Linked DNA regions of Mus musculus: region 1 is linked to region 2. A link is a contact called in public HiChIP or PLAC-seq data. All regions are on one chromosome and are shown on one strand. Each heading gives the region's core, a stretch centred on a gene start, on an enhancer-like site or on the middle of the called end of the contact. The rest is flanking DNA. Distances are from core to core; before and after follow the strand shown.

Region 1 (3,026 bases), core at 146-2,645, 1.4 Mb before region 2:
TGGGAGTGGAATCCTTAGTGGACTTTGCCAAGTCTTTAGCTCAAAGACCTCTTACATCAGTCAGATCCAAATGCCTTCGCTGGTTTAAAAGAATGATGGTCTCTTTAGTATTGCTTGGACTGAACAATTCTCAGGACATCCACCTCTCCAGAGTTCTGCCCACTTGGAATCACTGTTCTGGGCATTTGTTCCTAGTAGGGTGCTGAGCTGGATGCCAGGAAAGCAGATGGTGATGCACAGCATGCCTTAGCATACACACCCAGCCCCGCCCCTGTAGAAAGGCTTGGGGGACAGCTGGCAGAAAATATGGGGAAGAGAAAGGAGGAAACGTGATTCGGAAGGAAGAACACGAAGCTCAGCTCAGTGAGAAACCTCTGCAGCAGCAGGAATGGGGAAACAGCCGCACTGCAAATCCTGGAACAGACCATAGTGGAGTGGGCCAGAGGGTTTAACTGGGTGTGGACAGGCCAAATGTGGTTTCTGCAGGAAACTGCTGGGAACAGCAAGGGATGGGGGTGGGGACTAGTCAGCTTGATGAAAAATAAAAATGCTGGTCACGTGTGCTTTCAACCCACTCGAAGAAGTGTCTGGGCTCCTCTTGCTAAAGCTGAGATGGGGGTGGGGAGCGTGGTGTCTGCCTCTGTGGGTTCTAGCTCCTACAATTTGCAAGACCAAAAACGAGGACCAAGACAGCTCTGGGATTTAGGCAGATAGAATGTTCGCTGTGCTAGGCCATCTGGAGAAGGATGTTATATTGCCTGGAGCAGTGTCTCTACTGGAGACAGTGTAGTGGGCACTGCAAACCTATAGATAGTGACAGAAATGTGGCAACTGGGATAATGTGGAGGTTCAAAGACTTGGCGCACAGTCTGTCCTGACACATCTGGGAGACTACGGAACTGACTATGCGCATAGTGACCCACGTCCCCCATACTTGACAGGGATGGGTTCCCAAGACCCTAAAGGCCTTGGTGGTCACATAAGTGGACGTAATGTAGACTTCAGCACAGTGCTGAGGCAGCCAGCCATCAATCCCGGAGAGGGGATGTTCAACATCACCACCAACTTCTCTGGGAGGATTTCGGGATCTGACCCCACTATTCTGCTGTACGACAGGCCCTTGATCAATAGAGGGACTGGCTGCAGGAGCGGAAACAGCACCTACGGCTACGAAGTACACGTTCCGCACACTCAGCTCTGTCTTCATCCAACTGACGGTCCCGATCCACTCTCAGCCCTTCTCCAGCTCGCCGGTCGCTACGAGGCTCCACCTCTAACTCCGCCCTCCAGCCATCTCGGTCCCGCCCCATCCCAGCGTGCCGTGCGCAAGGCATCTAGGAAGCTGGCGTGGCGCAGCGGGAGCTTGTGGAGGCCAGTGGGCGGGACTTCCGGTTGATTAAATCGTCTTCCGGCCGTGCTTGATGGGTCTGGCCGGTCTCCTGACATGAAGGTGAGCCCGGCTGTGGCGGCAATGGGACTGCTTCATCTTCCGCGTCACAATGCGGGAACGTCGGGCAGCGAGGCTCTCCCCGGACAGAACGGGCAGAGTGTGAGCGGGAAGGAGAGGGCACGGATGAGAGCAATATGGGAGCTATGAATGTGAGGGCGAGGAAGTGAGTGAGGATGAGAGGGTTTGAGGGGGAGAGCGATCGTGTCAGTGTGAGAAGAAACAGATGTGAGGGTGAGTGGGAGCTCGTGCGGAATAAGCAGATGTGAGGGTGAGCTGGTGGAAGAAACAGATGTGAGGGTGAGTAGGTGTCAGAAAGCAGGTGTGTCAGCCTGAGAGTAAGGGCGTATGTGAGAGAGCGAGCGGGTGTGAGGGCCCGAATGGGTGAGGGGAGATGTGAGAACATGGACTTTATTAGGGGTGAGAAAGCGAGTGGGGATGAGTATGAGCAAGGGTGAGAGAGTGTTAGGGTGAGAGCAGGTATGGGAGAGAGTGTGACATTGTTCTTTAGTAGAAGTGTGAGCGCCAAGTGTGTGACTGTGAGGAAGCTTTCGAGCCAACAGTAATCTGAGAATATGAGCGAGCACAGGCCGTTGCATAAAATCAAGAGAGCCCGTAGCGATGGCTTTAATCCTAGCACCCGGGAGGCAAAGGCTGGCAGATGGATCTCTGTGAGTCCGAGGCCACCCTGGTCTATAGAGTGAGTTTCAGGTCAGCCAGGGCCACATAGCAAGACCCTGTCTCCAAAAAAGAGTTTGGGGGTGGGGCAAAAGAAGCCGCAGGAAGCACGTGTGAACAGCACAGTAGTGAATGTGTTAAGTTTATGTATGTGCCAGTGTAGCTGGATATGAAGAAACATGGGTGAGTGGTGTATAAAGGAGTATAAACATGAACCAGGATGTAAGATAACGAAGTCAGAGATTTCAGATATGTGAGTTAGTGTGCATAGCTTGTGGAGCCACAAATGAACGAACGATGACATGAGTGTGCAAACGAGTTAGCAAGGCCAGAGTGGCTGTCGGGCATAGAGAATGAGCTCTATGTGGAGGGCCCAGCCTCAGGTAGGAGGGTATACAGCAAGTTGTATGGGTTCCTTCAAGTTTGCTAGGTACATGAGGCCTTACCCTCAGCGCAGCCTCAAATCTTGAACACTCTGTGATGGAAAATTTCCAAAGAACTTTCCACAGATCTCTAGACTGGAGCCCAGGGAGGCCCAGAGACAGTGTGCTGGTGACAGAACTATAACTTGAGCCATCTTATCACAGTCCTGTTTGCATTGCATTGTATAGTTGGGATGGGATGGTAGCCACGTGCCCCATGGCTTGGTGGGCTGCCCCCTGTGTTGGTTTCCTTATCTGTAAATGGGAATAACATTTATGCCTGCCTGAGTCCTGGTCTGTGGAGAGAACTTGTGGATAATTCACCAGGTTTGGCATGCAACATATGGTCAATAAATGTCACCTGGGGTTGTGATCATCCTGCTTCTTACGTCACCTTCATTTCCAACCATACACTCACCCACCTCCTCATATGAACAGTTCACTCCAAAATGTGTTCTCAAAAATGAAAATGTAGGCTG
Region 2 (3,106 bases), core at 323-2,822:
CGCCCACCACCAGCTGCTGTTCCAGGGGCCTGGTGGTCTGGCATCCCCACGCTCTTCTAAGGCTAAGTAAGCAGGATGAAAAACTCACATGCCAACAGAAACCAAACACAGCTTAAATGCAACAAACAGTCTGAGAAGCACCTGCCAGTAGACATGATTGTAACTTGCCAATTCTTCAATTAAGGACAAGAGGAAAGGACAGGTTAGTAGGATCATTTCATCTCCGGTTTCATAATTTACCCCTAAAAATATCAAAGTAAACAAGAGGCTGAGACAAATAAGATATCAGATGGGCCGGGCGTAGTGGCACACGCCTTTAATCCCAGCACTTGGGAGGCAGAGGCAGGCGGATTTCTGAGTTCAAGGTCAGCCTGGTCTACAGAGTGAGTTCCAGGACAGCCAGGGCTATAAAGAGAAACCCTGTCTGGGGGGGGGGGGGGGGGAGAGATATCAGATGGGAGCCTAAAAATAAAAACACCAGCCTAGACCCCACGAGGGAGATTCTGATCTAAAAGGGCCCTAGCTATTGATGTAAAAGCCTCCCGGGAACTCTAATGTGTAATGAGAATTGGAAAACACTGCTTTATGTCCCAGTAATTACAAAAGAAGCTGTCGCAGCTGTAGACATAATGATGGACCAGAGGCAGAGCAGACTAAACTGTCTGAAGGAGATGGAGAGGAACCAGGAAAGCATCCTGCTGCTGCCTTTACAGTCGAGCAGAGGTGCTCCCCTCTACAGCGTAAAAGGATATCCTGGCGTCATGAACCTCGATAACACAATCCACCGACTTCAGACTGCTCTGCATCTTCTTTAGTCCTAGAAAATAGAGGGGCACTAAGGAAACAGCCAAAGGGGGCAAGTTTAAGTTCTCCTAGGGGAATACATCTGAGAACCATCAGTGCACACAGGGTTAAAGGAGGCAGCATTCTGAGCCACGTTCCACGGTGCCCCGATGGTTCTGGAAGGTACATTTCACACAAGATGGTCTTAATCAGGAAGTTCCTGATACTGTGCGGACTTAATACCCTCACTGCACAGAAACACTGAGGCTCCGCACCGCAACTGCCACCTGTCCACTCACACTCCCGGCGCCTTTTCTGCCACACACTATAATCTCGCATGGCTGCGGCAGCCAAGACCACAGCAAACAGCAGCCTAGGACCGCACTACGTCTACAGCTGCCTGGGGCCAAGTTGTGACCTATAAACTCAGACATCAGCTTGCATGTGACTTAAAGGGACCACTCAGTGCGTCTCAAAAGTATCAAGCACAAAACAGCTCTCCAACCCGATGCCAGGAAGGCGAACCAAGGAACCGCCAGGACCGGCGCCCGTGCCGCCTGCAGCCCATGCTGGCCTCACCCTTGGCCATGTGGCCGGGGAACCAGCGTGCTACATCGTGACCTTGCAGAGGGAAGCACTCGCGCCAAGCGCCCCGGACGGCACCCCATGCCTGCGGCCACAGCCTCATGTCACTGGTGTCGGAAGAGTTCGCAGTCGGACCGCCTCCGCCAGGGCCTGGATCTGCTCACAGGGTTCCGGCGCGCCTGGGTTCCGTGCGCGACTGCGCATGCGCCTGACTCGAGCACTCTGGGATAAGCAGGGGCACGGGGTTGGCCCGGTAGTGCTCCATTCTCAGGATTCCTGAGCTTATGTGAGGTTCTTTTCAGGGATTTGAAGATAGTCTCCTTTTTTTTCTTTTGGAAAGACGATATATATATATAAAATATTATATTTGCTCTTATGTTGTGGTTGCGCACACTTTTTATCCCCAGCACCAGAGGCAGAGGCCAGTAAGTGGCTCTCAGTGTGCTTGAGACCAGCCTGGTGGATTCCAGAGCCAGTGCTACATGGTAAGACAGAGAAAAACAACAACAAAAAGACTCAATTTCATTTATTTATATTTTTTCTCATTTTTAATAGGTATTTTCCTCATTTACATTTCCAATGCTATCCCAAAAGTTCCCCATACCCACCTTCCCACTCCCCTTTTTTTGCCCTGGCGTTCCCCTGTACTGGGGCATATAAAGTTTGCAAGTCTAATGGGCCTCTCTTTCCAGTGATGGCCTACTGGGCCATCTTTTGATACATATGCAGCTAGAGACAAGAGCTCCGGGGTACTAGTTAGTTCATATTGTTGTTCCACCTATAGGGTTGCAGTTCCCTTTAGTTCCTTGGGTGCTTTCTCTAGCTCCTCCATTGGGGGCCCTTTATATTTTTATTTGAAGTGTCTGTGTATGCCATGTGTTAGCGGATACGCCCAGAAGCCAGTGGATCCTCTGGACCTGGAATTACAGGGGCTTTTGAGTTGTTTGACTGGGTGCTGAGAATTGAACTTCAGTCCTGTGCAATAGCAGCAATCATTCTTAACCTCCAAGCCATCTCTCCAGTCCCAATCTGGAGATTTTTCACTATATTCCAAATCTTTCAGGTTTGAGGATATATAGCATGGAGGATAACAAGCTGGCCTGGCCTAGCATGCCCAAGATTCTAGGGTTTCATAGGGAAGCCAGAAGAAATTGGGCTGCTGGCAATGAAGATGTGGCTTCTCCATGGTGGGAAATTGGCCTAGAAATTTAAACTTAAAATCTAGGCACATTTTTCTTCCTTTTGAGACAATATCTCACTTTGTAGCCTACGCTACCAAAACTCAGGCAGGTGTGACAGCACACACCAGTAATCCTAGCATATGAGAGATTTGAGGCAAGAGGGTCAGGAACTCAGGGTCAGCCTGAGCTTCATGAGGCAGTCTAAAAAAAGTCGTCTTTCTCCCTCGTATACTCATATAAATCAATGTAAGGAAATTGAGTTGTCCCCTATCAGTTCCCGGGCCTGCCTTAGAACTTTCAAGTGTTACACACACACACACACACACACACACACACACACACCTGTAATGCCTCCATTTTCAAGTGTGACATTTTAATGTAACTGTTATAAATACCGACTACATTCCCATTAATACAATGAGAGTGAAGTGGGCTTCATAGTTGTAAGACTAAATGCAAATCCAGCTGCTCCTGGTAGAACAGGCCTGTGATACCAGCTAAGGATGATAGAGGCCAGGGGAAGCCAGGCATTAGAAACTACCCTAAGAGAGACACTA

Evidence for each region. HiChIP or PLAC-seq counts read pairs in DNA pulled down with a chosen protein or histone mark.
Region 1: an H3K27ac HiChIP or PLAC-seq map of embryonic stem cells shows a contact between it and region 2, with 3 times the contacts expected there. The contact joins the promoter of Chid1 here to the promoter of Mtg1 in region 2. A contact is called at or near these places in 3 of 39 promoter capture datasets (the C10 cell line, cranial neural crest and pre-B cells) and 2 of 115 datasets of contacts at active chromatin or transcription factors (embryonic stem cells and pancreatic cancer cells).

The regions. Positions count from the first base shown.
Region 1 is chr7:141,538,197-141,541,222 of GRCm38.p6, reverse strand. It overlaps Chid1 (chitinase domain containing 1), which reads left to right and starts at 1,395. Exons shown (of 13, transcript NM_001142681.2): 1 at 1,395-1,450.
Region 2 is chr7:140,136,030-140,139,135 of GRCm38.p6, reverse strand. It overlaps Mtg1 (mitochondrial ribosome-associated GTPase 1), which reads right to left and starts at 1,572. Exons shown (of 11, transcript NM_199301.2): 1 at 1,363-1,572; 2 at 753-817. The coding sequence starts at 1,471.